Linked DNA regions of Ovis aries: region 2 is linked to region 1. A link is a contact called in public Hi-C data. All regions are on one chromosome and are shown on one strand. The core of a region is the stretch at or near the end of the contact, and the rest is flanking DNA. Distances in the headings are between cores, read along the strand shown.

Region 1 (6,252 bases), core at 248-2,747:
ACCACCCTTATGGCAAGAAGTGAAGAGAAACTAAAAAGCCTCTTGATGAAAGTGAAAGAGGAGAGTGAAACAGTTGGCTTAAAGCTCAACATTCAGAAAACTTAAGATCATGGCATCTGGTCCCATCACTTCATGGCAAATAGATGGGGAAACAGTGGAAACAGCAGCTGACTTTATTTTAGGGGGCTCCAAAATCACTGCAGATGGTGATTGCAGCCATGAAATTAAAACAGGCTTGCTCCCTGGAAGGAAAGTTATGATCAACCTAGATAGCCTATTGAAAAGCAGAGACATTACTTTGCCGACTGAGGTCCGTCTAGTCAAGGCTATGGTTTTGCCAGTGGTCATGTATGGATGTGAGAGTTGGACTGTAAAGAAAGCTGAGCGCCAAAGAATTGATGCTTTTGAACTATGGTGTTGGAGACGACTCTTGAGAGTCCCGTGGACTACAAGGAGACCCAACTAGTCCATTCTAAAGGATCAGTCCTGGGTGTTCTTTGGAAGGAATGACGCTAACCCTGAAACTCCAGTACTTTGGCCATCTCATGCAAGAGCCGACTCATTGGAAAAGACTCTAATGCTGGGAGGGATTGGGGGCAGGAAGAGAAGGGGACCACAGAGGATGAGATGGCTGGATAGCATCACCGACTCGATGGACATGAGTTTGGGTGAACTCCGGGAGTTGGTGATGGACAGGGAGGCCTGGCGTGCTGCAATTTATGGGGTAGCAAAGATTCGGACACGACTGAGCGACTGAACTGAACTGAACGTTTCTAAATTATGTTCTGAACCAGAATAATACCACCTACCTTCCTAAGCTAATGAAATATGCACGGCTCAGAAGAGCGGCTTGCTATCTTTTTCTTCCAAAGGATATGATTTCTCCTGTCCGTGCCTCTGCCCTGTAATCTTGTTTGGTTTTCATTTTTATCTACTGTGGTTCCAACCATCCGATGTTTATCACATGCCCCACAACAGACGCCCGAACTAGATTACAAGCTCTCTTCTGCAAGGAGTGATTCACGCCGGTAGACAATCCTAAGAAAATGAGCACAATGACGAGCGCATAGTAAATGCTCCAAGGACACGTATGGGATTAACTCGAAGTGGACTGTAAAGAAAAGGTGCATCAGAGGCTGAAGGGAACTCTTAAGGGTATTACTCAGAAAACCGGGCTGTCCGAACAAAATCCTGAGTGGAGAAGTCTGGAGGCAAATTCCAAGCCGCAGAAACGTGAAAAGAAGTGGGGTAACCCTAAGGATGGCAGCGATGAAATTCACAGGTTGCGGACGGGACTCGGGCGGACCTCCAGAAGCAGAAACCCCACCCACCCCGGAAGAGCTCCCCCTGCTCAGACTCTCGGGGAGCCTCCCAGCCCCGCCCCTCTTCCGTGGGCTCGGCCGGGGCGGCTGCGCAGTGGCGCGCGCATAGGCGGAGCGGCGCACGTAGGCGGGGCGGCGCGCGCCGCGGTCAGCTGACCGTCCCGGCTGGCACGTGACTTGCTCCGTAGGCGCCGGGGTCGAGGAAGCCGTGAGGCCGGAGCTTAGGTCGGGGAGGGATGGAGCGCTGAGCCGTTAACGCCTGCCAGGCTGTCCGCCTCTCTGCCTGTTACTGCAGCCACGTCCTCGTTTGACACTTCCGTGGGTCAGTGAGCGATGGCTACCCCGCCTCGGAAACGCCGGCCGGGCCGAAGCTCGCGCTGCGGTCGCCTCTTGGGAGGGATGGGGGCGGGCGCGGGGGCCGAGACTGTGGCGTTGGAGCCGCCGGCTGTGCGGCCGTGTCTGGTTTCTTAGCGCGAGTTTGTCGCCGCCGTGGGCCTGGGTTCTGTCTCTTAAGGGGAAGGGAAGGAGGGGAAAAGAGAAAGGGCCCTAGGGACTGTTCTGTGGCAGAGGCAGGCATAAACACTGCGGGTCTGAGGCGTTTCTCCTTGGGTTGGGGTAAGGGTCACAGCGAATCCTCGCTCAGGGAGACGAAAGGTAACAGTGGCCCAGATAAGGATCCGGGGTGGTGTGTGTGAGGTCACAGCGAGCGGGACAGTCTCCCCTGGGCGTACGTGCTTGCGAATAAGGTGATGGCAGTTTAGAGGGTCTAGGAGACCCTCACCGAGGACGCAGGGTCCCTGTGACGGGGAAAAAAAGGGATTCCAGAGAACTCAGACCGTGGTTGTTTGTTTGTTTGTTTGTTTGTTTTAGAATGGGGGAAGAGTAGGCAAGAAACCGTGAAAAGGAACTGGAGGAGAGAGTCACACAGGCGAATTGAATCCCCTAGAAACAGAAGAGCAAAGGGAGAAAAGATTAGATTGTTTGCACCCCTCACTGAGGGTCATTGTAACTAACCCCCCCCCCCCCCCCCGCCCACCGCAAACAGCCCTGAAGTACACAGGAGATGTTGGATCATTTGGGGGTTGGGGAGACTCTTTTGTGAAGATCTGTTTCTGCCTTCCGAACTTATCCTTTGGTACTCTACTCCCGAATACCTTTTATTGAACAACAGTCACAGGAATTACGTTTTTGTTTTTTAAATTATTGTGTGTTTTACTGCGCTGGGTCTTCCTTGTGAGCCGGCTTTCTCCAGTTGCCGCGGGGGTGATACTCCCTAGCTGTGGTGTGCAGGTTTCTCAAGCTGTGTGCTTTCTTGTGAAGCACAAACTCTAGCGCGCTGGCTCAGTAGTCGTGGTTCAGTTGTCCTGAGGCATGTGGGAGCTTCCTGGCCGGGGATCGAACCCATGTCACCTGCATTGCGAGTCAGATCCTTCACCGCCGGGGCCGTCCAGGAAGTCCCTTTCTTGTTTGTTTTGTTCTCACAGGTCTTTGAGAGGAAGTAGATGAAAGTGCCATTCATCGTGTAGACTGGGACCTATCTAGATAGACTCTTGGATCTAGAAACAGATCAGATGATGTGTTTTAAGTCTAGCGTAACTTTTACTGTCTTCTGACTGCCAATTACCTGCCCAGTACTTAACCACAGTCTCTCTAGAGAGAAGGGTGAGTTTCTCCTAGTGCATTCTTACCTTTGATTCAGCACTTTCGGTGAAACTTGAGTAGGACAGCTTCAAAGGGATTCTGCAGCGGTGGTCAGTGCTTTAAAAACCGCTTTTTAGTTAGTTTGGGTGAAGCTGTTCAGTGTACAGTTCAGCTGGAGGAGATAATAAGCAGCAGGGTGGGCAGAAGGTGCTCAACTTGTCAATCACGGTTCTCTGGCAACCAGCACGTCTCAAATTGTGCTCAAGAGGGAACCTCGGGTTTATGTCTCAGAACCCCGGGATCTTTTTCTCTCCCCGGTGTATCTTGCAGGGACTAGATAAAATCTAAAGAAACAGTACTCGGGATCTGACTAAAGTGAATGCTGTGAGCTAGATGGTTCGTGTATAGAACTGGGCAGTAAATGATCGCTTTTATTATTTGTTGTCAGTCTTCGGAGCCTTATTTACATTAGTTCTCTCTACCTGAAAAGAAACATTTGGGCTTCAAAAGTCTGATTCTCTGATTATTTCCACAACTTTGTAAATAATTGCATTGGCCAAAGAGCAAAGCTGGAATGCCAAAATAAACCTTTGCCAAAGGGTCTCCTTGTGGTCCACCAGTCCCTAAGTGATCAGTCTTCCTTTTGAGCTTGAGTCTGCTTGGTCATGTATGGATGTGAGAGTTGGATTGTGAAGAAAGCTGAGTGCTGAAGAATTGATGCTTTTGAACTGTGGTGTTGGAGAAGACTCTTGAGAGTCCCTTGGACTGCAAGAAGATCCAACCAGTCCATTCTGAAGGAGATCAGCCCTGGGGTTTCTTTGGAAGGAATGATGCTAAAGCTGAAACTCCAGTACTTTGGCCACCTGATGCAAAGAGTTGCCTCATTGGAAAAGACTGATGCTGGGAGGGATTGGGGCCAGGAGGAGAAGGGGACGACAGAGGATGAGATGGCTGGATGGCATCACTGACTCGATGAACTTGAATCTGAGTGAACTCCAGGATGGAGTGATGGACAGGGAGGCCTGGCGTGCTGTGATTCATGGGGTTGCAGAGAGTCAGACACGACTGGAGTGACTGAACTGAACTGTACTGCTTAGGGGTAACTACAGTTTGCACCAAATGTGTGTGTGTGTGTGTGTGTGTGTGTGTTCAGTCCCTCAGTCATGTCTGACTCTTTGTGACCCAATGGAAATACATACCTCTTAGTTGAATTTTGTTTTTGTACGTGTTCTAATCTGTCTGCCAGAGTATACCTTTTCACTCTTTGGCTGTGCAACTTTATACCTTTTTATTTACAATCTAATTCATGTTCAGGTCACATTTCACTGATATTTTAAAGACATAGTAGAAACCATTAGCATGGTGCTCTTGGAAAGACAGCTCAAGCAGTGAAACCAGGCAATCTAAATTTTCTTTTCGACATGAGTGATCCTTGGAACTAGAAAATTCAAACTCTATTCTTGATAATGAAGCAAAATTCTGTTCCACAGGTGTAGCAAATCTGCTGTATATTTATTGAGTTCCAAGAGGAGTCCTTAGGGCAGTGGAGGAGAGGTGCCTTGGTTCCATTATAGACCAGAAGATGCGACCTTAGCTCTGTATTTGAAAATAAAATGCTAGACAAATGTAAAAATGGTATTTTATAGAAAGAGGTTGATGTATCTTTTAAGATACTTTATGCAAACTATCCATGAATAGGAAATTATTTGTAAATAAAGGTGGTTAACAGGTAGATTGACTTAACCATGACAGTGTTTTGTTGTTGTTAACGAGCTAGCCTATAGTTTAGTGTTTCTCCATGGGTGTTGTTGGCATTTTGGACAGAACTGCCTCTTGTTTGGCCACCAGCTGCTAAATGGTGGTAGTGACCCCCCATGTTGGGACAACCTAAAATGATCTCAGACATTTCCATACTTCTCCTTGAGGAGAGAGGTACAATTTGGTTGTAAAACACCCTTTGTGATGGCATCCTTTATCTGTTGAACATATACCTGAGTGCTTCTTAGTGACAGGCCCTCTACTATATGTTGGGGGCATAGAGGTTAAGAGTGGTGTTTTAGTAAACTTGCATGTAAAATGTATGTAGTCACTAGCTCTGCAACCTTGGGCAAGACTTCATTAACTGCCCTCTCATCTGCAAATAAGGGTGGTGATACCATCTTCCTCGAAGGAATCAAGTACAGAATTGCTTAGCATGTTGAGTGCTGATCACATAGTACATATTCAATAAGTGGTTGTCATTACCAGGAAACAGGATCTCAAGCTTACTTGAGTGATGAATTGGGGAGAGCAAACATGAAATTAAAAGACGCTTACTCCTTGGAAGAAAAGTTATGACCAAGCTAGATAGTATATTCAAAAGCAGAGACATTACTTTGCCGACTAAGGTCCATCTAGTCAAGGCTATGGTTTTTCCTGTGGTCATGTATGGATGTGAGAGTTGGACTGTGAAGAAGGCTGAGCGCCGAAGAATTGATGCTTTTGAACTGTGGTGTTGGAGACGACTCTTGAGAGTCCCTTGGACTGCAAGGAGATCCAACCATTCCATTCTGAAGGAGATCAACCCTGGGGTTTCTTTGGAAGGAATGATGCTAAAGCTGAAACTCCAGTACTTTGGCCACCTCATGAGAAGAGTTGACTCATTGGAAAAGACTCTGATGCTGGGAGGGATTGGGGGCAGGAGGAGAAGGGGACGACCGAGGATGAGATGGCTGGATGGCATCACGGACTCGATGGACGTGAGTCTGAGTGAACTCCGGGAGTTGGTGATGGACAGGGAGGCCTGGTGTGCTGCGATTCATGGGGTCGCAGAGAGTCGGACATGACTGAGCAACTGAACTGAACTTGTTTCAAGTCTTTGGCTTGTTGGATTTCAGGCTAGAATATATCCTCTTAGAGATATTAACACCTTTTGGTGAAAAATGTGGTGGTGTGATTCAGTCACTATTATCAGATACCAACCTGAAAGAGAAGGGAAGTAACATTTTGGGAGACAATTAGTGTAGAGTCAGGGAGTTCCCTGGCATGGAAGGAATTGTTTGGTCCCTGCGTCAGTGTTGAGTTGCCTGTGGCAGAGAGGAAGTGTCGTCTGGGTGCTCCGAAGGTTCTGGTGATTCCTTTCAGTAATGGTACAGTGCCTTCCTTGCCTGTCTATGGATTCAACTTGCTTTAGCAGAAGTTGCAAGAGAGTTTTTTTTAAACATTGTGTTATGTGTTATCTTTCTGGCTTGTTTCTGTTTTTATGATGGCATCTATGCCTAAGTAAGGCTTGGCTTTTGCAGATGTATTT
Region 2 (7,126 bases), core at 1,718-4,217, 320 kb before region 1:
AGGAATACACACTCTCTTTTGATCTTTCACAGATCATTTCCATTCTTTCCTCCTATAAATACAAAAGACTCATGTTATAAGCATACTGTTTGTCATCCACATGACACTCAGAGTAATGTGCTTTTTTTTTTTTACAATCTACACAGCTTTTCAAGATAAAAATTCTTCTCATAGTAGTAGTGAAAAAATCTTTTCCATTCTTCCTCTCAAATTTAGGCTTGAACATGGATAACCTTGCAAGGAACTTATTACTATCAAGGGGACCTAAGGTTAAAGGTAACAATGCACTTGTCATTCAAAAGAGAACTGCTTGACTTGTAAAAAAAAACATTTTATGTTCTTTCCAGAGTAGCCAACTGCAACAGGAGTCTATGACCAGCTGATCCAATAACACACACACACACACAAAATCAGAAAATTTATTATTTGACCAAAATTTGCAAAAATAACTCTGTAAGGAATCTGCAATAGTCAAAATAGAATCTTATTTTAACTGTTTAAAGAACTGCTCCATGATAGAAATAACAGCACATGCTTTGTATTTATTTGAACAACTCCTCCCATCAGATATTAATGCTTCATACTGAAGTTGCTTAGGTTACCGCCCTCCATCTCTTCAATTTTCCATTAACGTGACCCCATTTTTTGGTTTAAGTAGAGACTGTGTAAAAACACCGAAAAATATTCTTTACATTGCTAGGAATTGTTCTCAACTCTTGTTTTAAAACCCTTCGTGTAGAAACCTTTAAGAAGCTATTACCACTCTTGAAATATAGCTAACAATGCAATTGCATAATCGCGCGCCTTTTACGTAAGCTGCAACGGACAGCGCATGTATGTGTAAAAGCCTCAAGACGCCAGCGCAAAAGGGAAAAAAAAAGAGAAAAGGCTAGGCAGGAGAGAAAGAGTATGCGCTGGGAAGAGCAGGAAGAGAAGCCGGGAGGGGAGAGGAAAAGGAGTGGGGCGCGAGGGAGGCAGGAAAGGGAAGCGCGGGCGGAGGCGAGGGCGTGGGCCGGGGGGTGGGGGAGGGAAGCAGACAAGGGGCGGGGGTGGGCGGCGGGGGAGATCCTCGCTGGCGGGGACAGACGGATGGGGCCGCCCTAACCTCAATGAGGCTCGCGGGTGAGTCACTGGGAACATTCCTCGCCCGCTCGCACGTCCCCGCGTCCCTGCCCCCGTCATTGGCCAGCCAGCCGGGCGGCCCGAGCTGGGATTGGCTGGGCGGCGGAGGGCGGGGGCGCGGAGGAGGAGGCGGGGGGCGAGGCATGTGAACAAAGCGTGATCAGCGGCTGCTCCGGGCGGCGCAGGAAACGTGAACTGGGAATTGCCGCGCCGTCACCTTTCACCTACTTCCTGAGCCCGCGGGGCCCCCGCCCTCGCGACGGCCCGGGGGAGGGGCCGCGGGCGCCGCCGCCAACCGCCCGGCCGTGCGCGCCTGGGCCTGCGGGGAGAGGCGGGGCCGCGGGCGCCCGGCTCCCGGCGCGCCCGCCCCTTCCAGCTCCCCACCGTTCCCTTAGGAACCGACTGCGGGGCCGGGCCTCGCTCCCGCCCTGGCGGAGGCTCGGGCTGGGTCACTCGGGGACGAGAAGCTCCCCCGGCGCATCCGTTCCCGGCCCACCCCCCGGCCTCCGCCTCAGCTGCCGGAGGAGGAGCCAGGTCCCCGCGGAAACCCGGCCCCCGCCCTCCTCCGGCCGCAGCCCCCGGGGACCCGGCCGAGCCCTCGGCGCTTCCCGCCCACGCCGCCCACGGGATCTCAGACCACCCCGACTCGCCCCGAAGACGCGGCGCCCCCCGCGTCCCCACGGTTTCCGGCAGCTCTGGCCCCCCCAACACCCCCGCGCCGAGCCCAGCATCTCCACGAGTTCCCAGACGTGCAGCCCCCAACAGGCCCAGTTCCAGGCGCGCGGCCCCACGGCCGGCGGCTCCCGCCTCGGAGCGCTGCCCCCGCGTCTCGCAGCCCCGGCTCCCCCCGCCCACCTTCCCCACCCCGATGCTGGGGTCCCGCTTCCCATCCCTTCCATCTACTGTCGCCAAGGCGGCTCCGAGGCCCCCTCCCCCCGCCAAGGCGTCCTCTGGAGGAGGCCACCTGCCTGCCTGTTCCGGAGATAAGGGAGTCCCCTCCAGACGTCTGGGGTGGGGTAAACTCCCCGGGCCCGCGTGCCATCCCCTTGCACCCACGCCGGGCGCCCCTCCCCACAGCACCCCCGCTATCTGCTGGGTAGCCCCAGTCCTGCAAGCCTCCGTTCAAGACCCCCCGAGATGGGGAGTCCCCCTCTCCTCTCCGGTGGACTCCCCATCCCTCACATGCCCTAGAGCAGCCCCCTCCCAGCCTGGGGCGCGTTCCTTATCCAGACGGAGGCATCTCTTCCCCCCGGCGCCAGGTGCAAGGTGGCCCCCTTATCCCCCTCTCCGGTACTTCCACGCCTCCTAGTCTCGCTGACAGGGCAGCCAGCCCCCCAACCCCAGTCTCCTCACTCTTCCCGCCCCTCCAGTCATCCCACCCCCCTCACCTGCTTCCAGTCTCCCAGCGGAGCTGTTCCCTTCCCCTCCTTACACCTCGAGCGAGACCCTCTCTCACTTCGTCTCTAGCTCCCAGCCTGCTTCTCCAGAAACCCCTCCCGTCCCCCGCTCCGCTACACACACGCCGTCACCAATGCCCAGTCTGCAGGCGGGAAGCCCCTCTTCCTCTTCCACGACTCCCCTGCAACCTCTGTCCTCAGGCGAGGCTGATGTCAGGGGCTCGGGGGTCTCCCCGGACGCAGGGAGGCAAGAGAAGGGCTTGGGGCATCCCCAGGTGACTTACCGTAGCCTGCTGGAGAGAAGCGCCGCCGAAGTTGAGCATGGTTGGCTGCCCGGCCGCCGGCGATGAGCTGACTGGCTGCAAGGCTGTCCTTGGCTGCCTGGCCACAGACGGGCGCCCGGAGACACTCGACGCCGCTCCCGCCGCCGCTGCGCTCCGCGCCGTCTGCCCCCCTCCCCATTCAGGTAGCCGCTCCGCCTGCCCCGAGCCGCGGGCGGGGGTGGGGGCGGAGCCTGGGGCCGGCCAATCAGCGACAAAGGTGTGTGAGGCGCCGGCCAATGGGCTCGCGGGGCCACGCGTGATCAGCGGCTGCCCGGCAGCGTGAAGCTTGTGTCAGTGGAGCGTGTACACAATCCCCTGGCAGCGCGTTTCCCCGGGCCCAGCCCGAGGGAACTCCCGCCACCACCTGACTCTGTGGACGCGGCCCCCACCCCTCACCCACCCCCACTCTCCCTCCCCGGCTTGCAGTCCCCTTCCCTGGGCCGGGGGTGGGGCGGCGCCAGGAACCCGAGCCCAGCCCGGAGGCGCGGCCGCCGCGGCGCGCCCAGGCTCTCCGCGGAGAGCCAGGCCCACGTGGGAGGTGGGGAGGGATGCCCGCTCCGCCCATTCCCCTCCGCGGGCGAGGTCCCATCTCGGGCCGCCGCCGCCACGGGGTGGGCGGGACGCCGGGTGGCCAGGCGGGGGAGGCGGCGGCTGCAAGCCAAGGGTCCAGAGCCAAGAGATTTGCATTTGGAAGCGCCCCGTCCTCTTGCGCGTCTGGCGAGAAAGGAGAGCCTGGTGACCGACCGAGCTGCATTTCTGGAGCAGTTGCTGGGTTTTTGCCTCGCTGAAGCATGAGTAGCACCAGGGAAGTGGAGGCGAGGGAAAGGGAATCCTGTCACCGAGCGGACACCTGCTCCTGCGCCCCCCCGCCCACGCCCGGGCCGCAGGCGCTGGCTCGCCCTCTCCATCTGCCCTGCCGGCGGCGTTGCCCGCCCCGTCCGCCCCGCCCATCCTTCCTCCAGGGCTGTGGAGAGAATGGTGTGGGGACTGCAGGAAGCCCCGAAAACTAGACCAGTGCGGGTGCTGGGGAGCCATAGGCCAGAGTTTTTTTTAATCTTTCTCTGGAACCGACTCTCAGTTGCAGAACCGAGTTTTGAGCTCGGTGTAAAGTTTAAATTGCAGTCTACAAGCTGTTTCAAAGGTAGGCCCTACCCCCACACCTACCCTGGGCCATGGCCTCCGGAAACGCCCTGCCGGGAAACTGCTGGTGGTGATGGGGAGGGGCGGGGTCTTCTAGGGTCACGAGGCGCCAGCCAGGGCACGCCAGGGAGTGGGTTGCCTTGGGAAAAATGAAGTCGCTCAGTCCTGTCCGACTCTTTGCGACCCCGTGGACTGTAGCCCACCACTCTCCTCTGTCCATGGGATTTTCCAGGCAAGAGTACTGGAGTGGGTTGCCATGTCCTTCTCCAGAGGTCTTCCCAATCTAGGGATCGAACCCAGGTCTCCCCCATTGTAAGCAAGACACTTTACCGTCTCAGGAAGTCATGAAACCCCGTGCTCTCGGTCCCGCGAAAGCCCCAGCCACACCTCCACAACCCCCATCCCGAACCAGGTCAGAGGCGGTCTGGGGCCTCCGGACTGCGAGCCTAACTGCGAGCCTGTGGTTCTGCTTTGGCTCCTTGTCGGCTCCCTTTGGGTGATAGCGCGGCTTAAAACAAACTTAAAGCCACTCCTTGGGACTGGCTAACCGGGGGCAGAAGTCACTGCCCTTCCCTCCAGCTGCCTCACTTCTCCGTGTAACTGAAAGGCTGAGGATGTAAGTGTCTTTTCTTTCCCAATAATCACAAAAATGAGTATAGAAAAGGAATAAACTAGGGAATCCCTTGGCGTTTCAGTGGTTTGGACTGGGTGCTTTCACTGCCATAGCCTGGGTTCAACCCCTGGTTGGGGAACTGAGATCCTGCAAGCCTCCAGGCATGGCCAGAAAGCAAAAAAAAAAGAAAAAAGAAAACCAATGAATTAAATATTTTAGAAACAGGCCCAGGCTAACCAACAACAGTAGTAGTAATAATAATAGGATCAACCAGGGCTAGAGATGCCCACTGAGAGAGGGAAGGAGGACTGAATGGCCGCCTGTCACTGCCTCTCCTGAATCTGCTGGAGGGGCGCCAGCTCAGCAGCTCAGGCAGCTCTTCCTGTCTCCCCTTCATCCCCTGCCCCGGCTTCTGTCTGCAGCGGCCGGCGTCCCTCCCTGTGGGCTTCCTTCCGCCTGGGCTGTCCCATCCTGTTGATGTGAGCCTGCGGGGTATTGGAGCAGCTGGCCCTGGGCACCTGCTGCAGCAGAGGAAGCTCCTGTCTGTGCCCAGCCTGCCTTCCTGTCAGGGAGCTGCCCCTGGGGAGGCCGCAGCCGGCCCTCCAGGTCCCTCGGTCCCTTCCTCGGGAATGTGGGGCCTGCTGGCATGGTTCTCCTGCACGCTGAGGAGCAGGGAGCATTTCTGGCTTGTGGGAGTGACTCAAAACCGGAAAGAAAAGGGGTAGGAGGAACACTGTGGTGGCGGCACCATTCCTAGAGATTCAGAGAAAGATGTTACCCAGGCACCTCAGGCTGAAAGGAGCCAAAACTAAAGCCCTTATTTTTACTTCTTCCCATATGGGCTTCTCATCTCCCATCCAGCCTTCACTGTCTTCCTCAGTTGGTCCCCAGTTCTGAGCAGTTTTGCCTCAGAAATGTCTCTCGCCCCTCACTTTCCACTTGTACCCCTCAAATGTCACTCTATGTCAGTCTGTCATCAATGCTTGCTTAAAGAACCTGCACTCCCCTCATACAGCCCCCACCCCAGCCCCGCTGGCACGCCAATGGCAAACTCTGAAACAATGGCAAACACTGAAACTAGAGTGGGCTTTTCAAAAGTCATGATCCAATCCTGATTATCTGTACTTAAAAAATGATCCTTTGCTCCTACCGCCTAGGAGGTTAAAGGCCATTCCATCCTGCCCTCAACTTTCCCCAGCCTCCCAGTCTTCTCTCCCACCCAGATATACACTTGCCTATGGTCACATCCTCATTCAATAAGCATTGTATTGCTCAATTATCCACTGCATTCAACAAACATTTGTTGAGCACCTACTATGTGTTGTATTCACTGGGAAAACAGCAATGAATAAGACAGGTGATGTCGCTGCTCTCAAAAGGCTTGGATGGGAGGATAAAGACAAATAGACTATGAGTGTGTGTATTAGTCGCTCACTTGTGTCTGACTCTTTGTGACCCCATGGACTGTAGCCCACCAGGCTCCTCTGTCCTTGGAATTCTCCAGGCAGGAATGCTGGAGTGGGTTAGCCATTCCCTTCTTCAGGGGATCTTCCTGACCCAGGGACTGAACCCAGGTCTCCCACATTGCAGGCAGATTCTTTACTGTCTGAACCACCAGGGAAGCCCCAAGTAGACTATATATAAATGAAAGCTCCTTCAAGATGGTGGCCATGTCATAATCATCTTTGTGGTCCAGTGCAGACACTTTAGGCGGTCACGCTTCTTTAATGGAGGAAATAAAATTGTAGGTTGTCTGTGAAGATTCACTGAGGTTATAGGCAGAATGTGGACAACTGCCTAGGCAGAAGTATGGACCCTTCTAATCCTTTCCCTTAACTTGCATCATTACAGCAGCAGGCATGGAAAACTCTCATCTTAGCCATGAGTGAAAGAAAGTCCTGAGCAGTAGTAAGCAGTACTTCAGTTAAATGCTGGTCATCCTCCTGCTAATGGTGCTGGTTTCTCCTTCAACTGGAACTGCGAAGGAAGGTGTGGGGCAGGTGGCTGACATGTAAAGATCCCTCAGTTCAGTTTTATGGATATTAAAACACATTGTCCCCACCAGCCGTCTTCTCTTTGCTTCTTACAGTCAGTGGATATTGTCACCATTCATTCATTGCCCTACCATATGCCAGGCACTAGCTGAACACTGAGGAACAATCATAAAAAAAGACACAGCTCACAGCAGCTTCCATACAGCGAAGGAAGAAAATAAGTGAGCTGGCCAGCCATGACTGTAGTGTGATGAATGCTAAGTAGAGGGTGTGCACCGTGTCCTCGGTAGGTGAGGAAGGAAGGGGTGAGGGAAAGCTCTTCTGGTTGGCTTCTAAGTTGGAGGAGAGGAGAAGTGGAGAGTAGAGAGTGGTGGGGATTCAGGATGCTCTGAATTGTCCGCTCACAAATTTGAGTTAGGACGAGGTGTTTAGGATGTTAAGGGAAGCAGCTCCAAACATCAAGGGCCTTTGTGTGCCCTGCTAAGGAATGTAGATGTGGAACTTTTATATTGAGGACAATGGGGACCTACTGACAGG

Evidence for each region. Hi-C and Micro-C count contacts between places; a contact is called where the count stands out from the background.
Region 2: a Hi-C map of hypothalamus shows a contact between it and region 1, with 6 times the contacts expected there. The contact joins the promoter of KLF10 here to the promoter of ATP6V1C1 in region 1. A contact is called at or near these places in 2 of 16 Hi-C or Micro-C datasets (hypothalamus and liver).

What each region holds. Positions count from the first base shown.
Region 1 is chr9:74,399,220-74,405,471 of ARS-UI_Ramb_v3.0, reverse strand. It overlaps ATP6V1C1 (ATPase H+ transporting V1 subunit C1), which reads left to right and starts at 1,497. Exons shown (of 14, transcript XR_009594993.1): 1 at 1,497-1,644.
Region 2 is chr9:74,716,036-74,723,161 of ARS-UI_Ramb_v3.0, reverse strand. It overlaps KLF10 (KLF transcription factor 10), which reads right to left and starts at 2,967. Exons shown (of 4, transcript XM_027973155.2): 1 at 2,804-2,967; 2 at 1-52. The coding sequence starts at 2,842. LOC121820352 (a long non-coding RNA gene) reads left to right here and starts at 3,472. Exons shown (of 3, transcript XR_009594999.1): 1 at 3,472-3,983.